Regions from separate parts of the Mus musculus genome. Here regions 1 and 2 are each linked to region 3. A link is a contact called in public HiChIP or PLAC-seq data. All regions are on one chromosome and are shown on one strand. The core of a region is the stretch at or near the end of the contact, and the rest is flanking DNA. Distances in the headings are between cores, read along the strand shown. Region 1 holds the start of Plppr1 (phospholipid phosphatase related 1). Region 2 overlaps Plppr1 (phospholipid phosphatase related 1). Region 3 overlaps Plppr1 (phospholipid phosphatase related 1).

The links. HiChIP or PLAC-seq counts read pairs in DNA pulled down with a chosen protein or histone mark.
Region 1: a contact with region 3 is called in an H3K4me3 HiChIP or PLAC-seq map of neural tube, with 5 times the contacts expected there. The contact joins the promoter of Plppr1 here to the enhancer-like site in region 3. A contact is called at or near these places in 2 of 39 promoter capture datasets (both in liver), 1 of 484 Hi-C or Micro-C datasets (cerebellar granule neurons) and 4 of 115 datasets of contacts at active chromatin or transcription factors (embryonic forebrain, forebrain, neural progenitor cells and 1 more).
Region 2: a contact with region 3 is called in an H3K4me3 HiChIP or PLAC-seq map of pro-B cells, with 4 times the contacts expected there. The contact joins two enhancer-like sites. A contact is called at or near these places in 4 of 39 promoter capture datasets (the C10 cell line, liver and pre-B cells), 2 of 15 datasets of contacts at CTCF or cohesin (large pre-B cells and pro-B cells), 3 of 484 Hi-C or Micro-C datasets (B cells, pre-B cells and pro-B cells) and 5 of 115 datasets of contacts at active chromatin or transcription factors (the 230-238 cell line, embryonic stem cells, large pre-B cells and 1 more).

The regions. Positions count from the first base shown.
Region 1 is chr4:49,057,042-49,060,798 of GRCm38.p6, forward strand. It overlaps Plppr1 (phospholipid phosphatase related 1), which reads left to right and starts at 2,421. Exons shown (of 8, transcript NM_178756.4): 1 at 2,421-2,576.
Region 2 is chr4:49,151,699-49,155,590 of GRCm38.p6, forward strand. All of the region lies in intron 1 of Plppr1 (phospholipid phosphatase related 1), which reads left to right. Among named protein-coding and RNA genes, the nearest start is that of Gm32657, 92 kb to the right of the region's middle. Within about 2 kb of position 2,338, at least 7 of the 459 cell types and tissues checked have an H3K27ac peak or open chromatin away from gene starts, as enhancers often do. A contact at or near this core is called in pro-B cells, where this site is marked.
Region 3 is chr4:49,282,938-49,286,835 of GRCm38.p6, forward strand. All of the region lies in intron 3 of Plppr1 (phospholipid phosphatase related 1), which reads left to right. Among named protein-coding and RNA genes, the nearest start is that of Gm22685, 4.4 kb to the right of the region's middle. Within about 2 kb of position 2,529, at least 36 of the 459 cell types and tissues checked have an H3K27ac peak or open chromatin away from gene starts, as enhancers often do. A contact at or near this core is called in neural tube and pro-B cells, where this site is marked.

The DNA.
Region 1 (3,757 bases), core at 1,171-3,670, 230 kb before region 3:
TACATGAGCAGAAAGGTGAGGCTAGAATTAGTTACTATTTGCAAGGCCACGTGTCTTCATAGTATTCTTTTTACTACATGGATTTAAATACATTAGGGTGATGCGTGCGTGGGTGATAGAAGAAGCCAGAAGGGAAAATTGGGAAGCTTTGGTTTTCAACTTTTTCACTTGCACTCTCTTAGAAAAGAAAATCTCAGCTTAAAACAAAATTCAGGGTAATGAAAACGTTAACCAAAACACTGAGAGCCGCAGTTTGCAGAGAGCCATGCAAGCTAGGAAGTGTTATATGCTTTGTGTACATCGTGTCCCCCCTGAATTTTCCCCACTCCCCACATAGGAAGGTTTTATTCTTGAACTGTCCATTCATAGTTCTATAGTAGATGCAGTATAGAGGGATTCCACTTGATTCGCAGTTCCACACATGAAAGGTTCTCTTCACCTTTGACCTTGAAGCTACTTGACACTTTCAGATGGTGAAGTGGGGCCCGGGGAGATGGCTCAGCAGGTTATGGTGTCCACAATTAAACACCACAAACTTAGTTTGATTCTCAGGATCCATATATTGTGGAGGGTAAGGATTGGCTTTTGCAAGTTGTTCTCTGACCCTGCTAATATGAGAACCTTGAAATTCCTGTAAACATTGTTGATTGTTCTAAAGGGAATGTGTGTGTGTGCGCGCGCGTGCAGATCTCTCTTAGATATTTCTAAATACTGTAATAGCAAAACATTAAAAAAATAAAAACAGTCATGGTTAGGAGCCCCAAATATATGTCAGAGGTTTCATTGGAGACCCTGATCTTCCTCCTGGGTGGATGGAAATCCAACGTTACTGTTCTTTAAGCAAAGGACTCAGCTTTATTCTCAATGAGGGGGAAGGTATTGCCACCTGCCACACTTCCTGGGCAGCACTCTTTCTAAGAACCTCCTATCCTGGTGTTCTTAGTTCCCCCCCCCCGCCCCTTCCTGAACTTTGCTTTTGTTTGTGGTATTTAGACATGCTGTTTTCTCTCCTCTGTGTGTGTCCTAGGATTTGATCTAATTGTCTGCTGTTCAAGTGTCACTCAGCATTATTATTGAGAAGACAAATGGGACACAGGTCAGAGTTCATCAAGAAGGCATCTGCTTGCTAGAAGTGCACAGTGGAAGCCCTCCGAAGTGATCTTTAAGGAAAGCTTGGAAAACATTTGCCAGAGAGGGCCATCTTCTGTGCTTCTTCCTTGGAGGGATAAAAAAAAAAAACAAGTGAGTGCAAGGGAGTTCCAGAAAGTCCCCTGTTTGGGATGTCTTTTTCTAAAGTAGGGAAGCAAATGGGGTTATGTGTGCTGCTGCTGTTTGATTAAACTGTGAGAAGAAAATGGACGCTTGTTGGTGCACAAACATCGCTGAGAAAGTTTCCACTCCACTTGCTGAGTCTCTCACCTGCCAATGTCCAGTGGCTTCAGGTTACTGTGCCTTTACAGGCTCAAGTTCTCTTACTGGACTTTCTTAAGCTAACAGTTGTTCTTCCACTTAGCAGAGGGGCCAGAAGCCTCAACCTATGAGAGCCCACAATTGCTTTGGCACTGGAGACAAGCGGGGCAATGGCTGCATTGTTCTTTTTGCCCTCTTGAGTAGGCAACTGTCTTCTCCATCGGATCTTGACACGGAACAAGGCTGAATCCAGGGTCCTTGGAGAGTCACCTTCCTTCCGCTACCCTTTATGTGCCTTTCTGCCCTGAAGCCGTTAAAGCTGTTTGGACTGGACGACTCTGGACTGCCTGCCCTTACTCCTTGCTAAACACAGACTGGAAGTTGGGGGAAGAAGGAAACCCAAGTCAGAAAGCTCATTTTAGTCCAGGTGCCACCTGCAGCCCGGGTTTCCTTGTGGACTTCTCTGCATATATCATGCTTTGGCCTCAGAGATTGCTTGAGAAAGCACTAAAAATATCCAAGGCAAGAAAAACGCAGCGCTACCAAAGACTGGCAAGCAGAAGCGGCTCCTAGGTGGGTGGGGATCCTGCCACTGGCTTCCAGAGCGCGGGAGCCCTGGCGTCTCTGCTCAGGGAGCACCTAGGTAGCGGGATTCCCGGGCTGCCTTCCAGGAACCCCGCAGAGTCTCCGGTACTCCCTGGGGCACAACCCTGCAAGCTTCATGCTTCAGCTCTTGAGAGAGAGCAAGCTCGGTGCCCCTCTCTGAGCATGCGCGGTCCTCTCCCCGCCTCTACGCCCCCCCACGCCCCCTCCCCGCCGGCCTTTTGCTCCTTCCCTTTCATTAAACAAACGGGAGGTCCCAAAACCTGGACCCAACGACAAGAGGAGGCAGCAGAGGAGGCTTAGCAAGGGATGGTCGCCGAGGGGAATCTGTGATCCCGCGCACTCCCGCCCCCACCCCGCCCACGAGCGCACACACACACACACACCGCACAAACACACACACTCGCATACGCCCGTGCCGCGCGCTCGCCCGCTCGCTCTCCCACGCAAGCGGAATGCAGCAGCGCCTGAGGAGCTCGTCTGCAGCCGCTGCCTGAATGCACCTCGCCGCCTGCAGTCCGTCCGCCCAATAGGGCGCAAGGAAGGAAGCTTGGCCGCCAAAGGTGAGTGTGGTGCCCGGGGCACAGCTGAGGCTGGACATACTGGGGCGAAGGGGGCAGGTTTCCGACTGGACGAAGCGACTCAGGTGGCCCACGCCTGGCTTGCCGGTTGCAAGGTGCAGATGAAGGTAATGCCCTGGTTGTTCCGAGGAGGAGAGCGCGATCCCATCCCAGCGAGGATCTCGGCTCCTGCGAGGTGCCAGATGGACCCAGAAGAAAGCTACCCCGTCCAGGCTCGTAAACTTTCCTCTCCTGTCATTTGGAAAACGTGGAGACAAAGGGGGCGTGGAGGCGCTCTCTCGGTCCGGTTCCGCCCTTCAGACTGCATTGGGTCGAGATACCCAGCAGGGTTGCAGGGGTGGGCGTGGGGATCCGGAGACCTTTCCAGTAGCTGTTGTCAAACCCACCGCCCCAGCAGGGGTTGAGATTTCTCAGCCCCTAGCTGTAAGCGTTGCCATTGATTTTGCCTCAGGCGTGGGCACCTGCCAGAGATTCTCTTTCCTGAGCTCCAGGCGCATAGTAACAGTGTCACCTGGAGAATTAGGATGGCCAAGGGCTTTCTTGTCGACTTCGACGGTGACCGAGTTTCTAGGGTGAGGCTCGGGTCAGTGCAGGATGAGTGATGAGTTATTGAAAGGCTTGGAGTAATCACCTCCTAGAAACGCCGGGCCCCAGGGTCTCTGCTCCCGGGAGAAGGCGCTGTCTTCACAAACACCACTGCAGCAGATCTGGGAGCTGGGCTGAGACAGCTGTGTGGCAGCGGTGTCAAGCGAATCTGGGAATTTATTTTTGCCCTGGATTTTGTGGCACACACGTGTGGACTACGTGTAGGATTCTGGGCTGTTATTTGTCTTTGTGGGGATACAGGTTTTTTTTTTTGCTTTCAACCTATTCTGTGGAGATTCTTTGCCACCTGCCACCTAGTTATCTAGTTATTTCCCTACCTATTTCTCTTCTGCACCAGGGAAAAGGTCCTGAGAACAGAATTTCCATTTGAAAAGCCAGTCCCCGCTGAGATGAACTCTGAGCAAGGGTCTCTTGCGACTGGGGGAAGCCTGGAATCTAAGGGCCCTTTGAGGTAGCCAACACTGGGTCAGCAGGTGAGGCCAGACAAAGAGGAATAGAAGAGGGGCAAACGAGAGGCATTTAAAGAGGTGTGAACAGACAGCCAATTAAGGCAGGAT
Region 2 (3,892 bases), core at 1,088-3,587, 130 kb before region 3:
AGTGACATGAAGAACCTGGCACATTGTGGGCATTAATCTACCAGTATTCTCATAACCACTGCAGTGTAATCGACTTCTTCTCAAATTGAGTGGGGCTCCCTGATTCCGAGGCTAACTCTTGTTAAGAGCTACTTTACTAGGACTGTCAATGGAGATAAAATGTTCACGTCCAGCAATGATTATTATGGACACATAGGGGAACAATCCATCTGGTGGCCCGTGAGTGAAAGAAAATAAAAGCAACTGCTCAAAGAGGGCTCCGAGTAGACCAGGGAAGCTTCTTAAGATATGATATAGCTGTGACAGCTTTGATTGCTTACTACTGTCTTAGGATACAGGCAGGCAGGGAGGTGTTGAAGGCAAACAGTGACTGCCATGGGCCATGACCCCCAGGGATCTTAGGTAAAACCTCGTAGACAGGACATGGGTGTTAGCTGGTCAGGTTCTAAACTTCAAGGTTTAGAGAAGCTGAGCTGGGGATGAGCAGAATAAAAACAACTGCCCATGGGCGAATGAACTTAGAGGGACACAGCAGGAACCAGGTTTGCCATTCTAGAAAAAGTGGCTGAGACAAAATTGAATAAATACAACAAGAGAGGGAGAGAAATTAAGGAGAAAGTGAAGCACAGTGTGTCTGAATGGGGGAGTAAATGCCTGGAACATTTTTGGGGGTTCTGGGTACCTACTATTTGAGATAAAGCTGCATTTCAGAGATAAAGTTGCATTTCAGTGGCACTAGTCGACATTAGAGAGCAATATAAAAACTGCTACTGATGCTACAGGGAGGGTGTGAAGCCAAGGCCTCAGGAGTTGGCCCAGTTGGTAAAGTGCTTCCCTAGCAAGCATCCACATAAAGATCTGAGTGTGGTGGTCTGTATGTATAATCCAAATGAGATCGACACAGAAGATATTTGGGGGGCTCATTGGTCAGCTAATCTAGCCAAATCTGTGAGTTTTAGATTCAGGGAGAGGTCTTGCCTCAGATATTAAGGTAGAGTGTGATCAAGGAGGAGACCTGACATTGACACTCTATTTTGCAAGCTCATGCGTGCACTTGTGGACACATATATGCATATACTATATACACACAAAGTCATGGATCAAGCTATAGTTTCTGCTAAAGGAGTTCTATTTGAACTCCTATAGAAGTTGGGAACCCATTAAATTCTTGCCTGCCTGCCTGCCTGCCTGCCTGCCTGTCTTCTTCCTGCCTTCCTGCCTTCCTGCCTTCTTCCTGCCTTCTTCCTGCCTTCCTGCCTTCCTGCCTTCTTCCTGCCTTCTTCCTGCCTTCCTGCCTTCCTGCCTTCTTCCTGCCTTCCTGCCTTCCTGCCTTCCTGCCTTCCTGCCTGCCTGCCTGCCTTTTTAAACATACAAGTGGCATGTCAGATAAATGGTTCTTCCTTCTTCTCCTTAGCCCCAGAGACATAAACAACTGTCTTTTGCTCTTATGTCCTCACAGCTTGGCTCCTAACTAATTTCCTTCAAGAGCTCTTTCCTTGTCTGCCTATGAAAGACATTGATAGCAAGTCTTATGTTTTAAACTTTTATGCCTCCAAAACAAGGGTAGCACACATGAAGTGTACATTTGCATGAGATGTTTATTTCTGGAATAAACATCCATGTTGCGTTTGGACTCAGAGAATAAGTTATTTTTCTTCTGGACTAGAGTTGGGTGCCTGGGCATGGGTCAGACAGAGTGGGGCATGGAACACTGGGGAGTTTTCTTTGAAATAATTTTTAATTAAAACATCATTAATTAAACAGCATTGTTTTACCTCTTCCAAGTTTCTCCTTCCAACTCTTCCTTTTTATTCCCTTTTGTGTTCCCTCCCTCCATGCTTCCCTCCCTCCCTCTCTCCCTTTCCCTCTCTCTTTCTCTCCCTCTGGTCTCCCCCCTCTGTCTCTCTCTTTCTCTCCTGTGTATGTGTGTGTGTTTTCCTAAAAGCATTACAACCTGTCTCATCCCTATAATGGTACTTGTATGTATATGATTTCAGGGCTGACCACTGCAGTTTTTTTTTTTTTTGTTTTTGTTTTTGTTTTTGTTTTTTTTTTTTTTTTTTTGAGAGCTCCTGTTCTTTTTCATACCTCTACAATCATGCCATGTCTGGAACCATAGCAAACCCTTCTGTGCAGGATGATTTTGAGTAGAGTTTTCCGAGTGGAACTTTACCTATGTTATCATGTCCTCATGTTCCAGTAGAGTAAGCTTCTGTTTGGGGCAGAGTGGAAGTTCACCTAGCCTTCTGAGAGATGACTGGAGTAATCTACTTTATACCGCACTGGCCCAGAGCTGACTAGCAAACTTTGCCCATCGTGTGTGGCCTGTGGAGGGCAGCAGAGGGCTTCAGAGTGTTCCAGCTTTCCCCCTGGAGGCCATTAACTGCCTGGAGATATCTGTCTCTTTCTATGAGTGTGCTGTGCTACAGAATAGAGAGATGCCCGTGGGCCAGTAACCCCTATGGAGAGAGGTTAGGCTGTGGAGAGACTGAGGAGCTCTCACCCTGAAGATCCCAAAGTGGGTTAGCAAACGCCATTGGGAAACTAGATACCGACTGAGCTTGGTCTTGGACAGGAAGGGCCACCTAGCTCGTTACAACCATTTTGCCTTCTGCAGACCACTGGAGGCCTTCATGAGCTGGATCAAATGCCTTGAACAGGAACTAGAGAATGTCCGTTAGTCCCTAGGATCTTTCTCTTGTTTAAAGAACTCAGTTGCACTGGGCTTCATAATAATACCCTGTCATCAACTCCCTTCCGCCATCCAAATCACCCATTCCCATCCTATATCTGTTCAGTAGCATTGAAGGCTGGTCCTGCGTTTAGGAGAGCATTTGTGCTGCCATCAGCTACTCGGGCAGATTCTCTGGAGGGCTTGTGACCTCTGTTCACCAATATGGCTTGCCCACATGAAGTGGTTTTTTTTTTCCTCCCGTTTAGCACATTTAGCCTGTGCCTTACTGAATTTTTCATTTATTGGCTAAGAAAAAAAAACTCTGAGTTTTTTCCAGTAGCTGAGACTCACATCTTCACACCTAAGGTGATTTTTCCAGCCACTTCTTACTATGTCTTCCCAAGAGAAAAATATCTATACATATACAGTAGTAAAACTCAGCATCTGTCGAGTGAGAAGAATGCACAACCTCTCATAGTTTCCCTTTCATTTCTTCACCTCTCTTGATACTTTCACTTACGCTGTGACCATTGAGAGACCCAATTAGTGAGTGGCTGTGTTGATCTTGCTGATGAAAATTGCTCATATTAGGGTTTATAACTTTTAAAAGCAGAAATAGCATTCAAAGGCTCATATTTGTTGTTTCTTGTTTTCAAGGTCATTCACCAATGATACCAATGGCATTATGTCTTATTGTCTATATTTTATTATTTCTCAAGGAACTATCATAAATATTATTATTATCAGCCAAGCACTCTAACACTGAGCCACATCACTAAACTTAGACATATCTTTTTTTGTGTAGAGTCTCATTGATGGGCATGGAATCTTTCTAAATGGCGTCCTCACCCTTCATCCTGTAGTCACTTAGCAACAGACCTTGATGAATGAATGGAAGGACAAGTGCCTGTTATGTAATATAAGTGCTATGTCCCATTTAACTCAACACCTTTCCATTTAGTTACCTGGATGAACAATATTGTAGCATATTCTTTCCTCCATCCAAAGATGGAAGTATGGTTTACCCTCGGCATTTATAGTCAGTTCAGACTCTTCCCTCTTGCCTTTAGAATCTCTTTACCCTAGAGAAGAGATATCTGGCATTTTTGTTTGTCAACATGACACAGGCTAGATTCACTGAGGAGAGGGAACATCAATTGGGAAAATGCCTTCAGAAGATTAGCCTGTAGACAAGCCTGTGATGTATGTTGTTAATTA
Region 3 (3,898 bases), core at 1,279-3,778:
GATGTCTCTGCCCCTGTAGAAGTCACGTCACATTGAGCTAGCTCAGTTGCAACCTTACCTTCATTTATTTCATTTTTCTCTCTACCGAGGTCAAAAATCAGACAGACAGCTCTGGAGGGAGACTGCTTCAAGGACATAAAGCTTGCATATCCAAGTGAGCCAGTCGAGTGATTTAACATTTAGACATTATCATTTTATGAGAGTGCTAAAGTAAACATTTCTGTGACTGAACCCATTGCTGTTACCAGGACAGACTAATCCCAGTATCTTAGTCCCCATTCTGTCCTTTCCTTTTCAATAGTTGCTCTCCAACTCATCCACCTCACCTCTGACATGCCTTCTGCTCTCCTTTATCCAAGGCCTAAATAAAAATACCAACTAGCGTCCTGAAGAGCAGCGCGATGGCTCAGACATTTAATTCAAATGCTGTCCTGAGTGGAAATGCTTCCACTCAGGAAAGGCCTTATGATGAGAAAGTGATCATAATTTTGAGGATATAGCAGTAATGAGTTGTCATACTTTAAATTTATTAAAAATCATCAACCCAGCCTCAGAGGAGCCCTTAACTACCAAGACTTCAGGAGAAGGGAGAGTAACATTGATGAGATGCAGCATAATATATCAGGGTGGCTGCAAACCTTAGGTCTAGAGAGCAGCGCATCTGGCTCTCCTCACTGATCTCTCCTAGACAAGACAAGACAAGGTTGCCATTGGATTTAAAAATGACTTCCTAAAGTTCCTAGCATACCTTTAGTGCCAGGGAGTACAGAACCTGGTAGAAACTACCCTTCACCAACTTTGGCATCGCAGGACGAATGTCCTCATCTGAGAATTATGACATTCCATTGAGAATCCCTGTACGAACTCTTCTAGAGGGAACCGGACATAACTTCTATATCTCCCTTCCTTGCTTATCAGCCCTAGAAAGAGGAGAAAGCATAGATAGAAGGCATGTGCCTCAAAAGTCAGAAGACCTCAGATAAAACAAGGAAGAAAGTAAAACTCTGTCTAGAGTGGACTGGCTCTGACATGAAGCAGTGGTTTAGTCTGGAACTGGGTTGTGCTCCCTTCTGTTTTCTATGTATATCATTTTCATATGTGTTCAGACATGAATTGCTGATTGACCCATTGAGTTACTAATGTATTTTCTTCTTTTCTTCCTAGTTTCAGGGAATATTATCATTCTCTTTATCTTCCTATAAATGTATTGAGATTTTGCCCATTTAAAACAAAAAGATATCTAAGGTCAATGAATCATTAACAAATGTGAGCAAAAAATAGCATCAGAAAACAATATAATTATTAAATATAATAAAAAATTCGTCAAAGTGTTAAGTGCACATAAAAGTGGAAAAGGAAAATATGGGAAACTATTTGGAGGGAGGACCGATTTGGGCCAGGGTAAGGAGAGCAAGGGTGGATCAATGTGACCAAAGAATGATGACAAATGTATGAAAATTTTATAATGAAAAACATTGTTTTGTATACCTAAAAGGAAAGAAAGCATTTTATAATTGATGTATACTCTGCAGGTGTTGTCTGCATGAGTGACATAGCAACCCAGTGAGCTGGAACAGGGCTACGCCAACGAACACAGGATACTGAGTTTACAGGTCCATTCACCTTTCAGTTGAGGACACTGAGGCACAGTTTGGCTAAACGTTGTCCTCAAGGTTCCATTTTTCTATAAACAGATGGACAGCGATCTTCTCACTGGGTCCTGTTTTTGTTTTCCCTCTCATGTTAGGGGCATTGCTGAGAACCAGGGCTGAGCACAGCTGATGGGTTCATAGCAGAGAGCCGTCTAATCCTCAGTCTAGTCGTCTAGTCACCAGTGATCTTCCCTCGGGATCTCAAAATTAGTGAGCAGCCGCAAGCCAGGGCTCCTCTGAAAGGGAAAGGAGCTGCGTTCACTTCCGGTGTCAGTGAGACACGACTTGCTCAACGGCAGCCAGAATGGCGTGTCAGGGCCTCCGAGTGCTGGAGTACACTTCAGCACAGACTCAGAGGCCCCCAGCTTCACTGCCTTCAGTGAGCAGTCATCTCCCACAAACTGGGGGGGGGGGGGGGGGGGGACGGGGGACGGGGACACGGGACGGGGAGGCAATAGCTGGTGTTTCTAGTTGCTTAGCTTCTTGCAGGTTCTCATCCCTACACTTCAACGGGGATCAGGTTCAGTGATTTCCAGGACCCCTCTAGTTCTCAGATGTCATGAGAACACAAAAAGGAAGATTTTGATGAGAGTCTCCACATTAGGTTCTCAGCAAGTCAGAGCTTCCTTTCTGGATCCACTTCTGTGTTTCTGGGCTTTGCATGTGTCACAGAATTAAAGCTCTTACTTGTTTCTCCTTCAAAGACTCCTCTGTGCTCCCTGGAGTATAATGAGAGCAGGACCCTCTTTGAGTGGTCTGTATGGTAACTAGCAGTGATTTAAAAAAAAAAAATTTACCTCTAGCTGGATTGTCCTTGGCTTTCTGTGCATCTGCAAATAACGACAGTGGCTGAACTGAACGTCACACTCCTATGACTCCACATATGGCCATTAACAGCCCCATTCACAGCTGCATATACTCAGGGGAGGGATGAGGGTAAAGACTGTACCATTTGACCTGTCAGCTTCCTGGTTTCCCTTTTAGGCTTTCCTGTCAAAACATATCAACCTCATATTGAGGCAAGGCCACTTGGGATCGCGTGCACGGGGCCAGTGCCACCGTTTTATCAGGTCTTTAGGAAATGTTAAAGCTTAGAGAATTTATTGTGTCCAGAACTGTTTATCCCACAGTGGTAACCCATACTTCAAAGAAACCTGCAGGGTGTGCTCTGACTACCTGGACAGCTTGGCTAAATAAGTACTGCCTTGGGCCTTCTGAATAAACTCAGCCTCTCAGGCAAAGGAAGGGAGCCAGAGAGCCTGCTTGAATAAGAGGATTTACTGGGCAGAGAATCTGATCTACCCTTATTTTATCTCAGTCCCAGTGGCACAAGGCATGAGAAGATAGCTATTAAACCTTTCTCTTGGCCTTACAATGAAGTGACTGGGGAGTATTTAGCATTGAAGAAGCAGAACATTTGACTCCCTGCCCAAGAGAATTGAAATCGCTCACAGCTTACACTCCAGTGCTTACACACACGCGCGCGCGCGCGCACACGCACACACACACACACACACACACACACACACACAGAGGCTACTCAGCAACAATTGCAATTTCCTCAGGAAGGAAAAGCTAAACACAATTTGATACAAAGCCACAGTTTAGCTGAACTTGCAAATCTTCATGTGTACATTTGTGCAAGCTCTTTGAATCAAATGCAAGACTAGCTGCAGATCAGAGTAGACTGTCACTGCCGCGGACCATTGGCTGGCTGATGAAGGCCACAGCTGCTGAAGTAAAGGAGACATTGTTACATTGTTGGCTGTGTGCTCCTTCAGAATTTGCCTCTTCCGGGCTCTGAACAGTCTCCTGTGTTAAGATTCTTTGACATTTTTAAGTCACATCCATTTCCACTGTACTGCACGTGACTTCTTAAATAAAAAAAATTCTCTTACCACTGTTGCTACTATACTCGGTCTTTACAACTTACACTCTCTTCTGGAGCAGACAGACAGACAACCCAATTAAGTTTTTTTGAATTGAAAAAAAAAAAAACTTTAAAAAAATTCCACATTTTCTGTCCATATTAGAGGTTAGTGATCCTGATTTCCTTTAGTGATGTTTGTTCGTTAGTTTGGTTATTTGTTCATTTGCTTGTTCATTGCATGATTTTGAGCTACTCCTAGTGTAAAGGTATGCCATCCAATGACTGCTGACTGGTGACATGTTAGAAAGATTGACCATTTGATTGTTTTAGGATTTTTTTGTTTCTGTCTTGTTTTTGTCACAAATGTTTGCCTAGA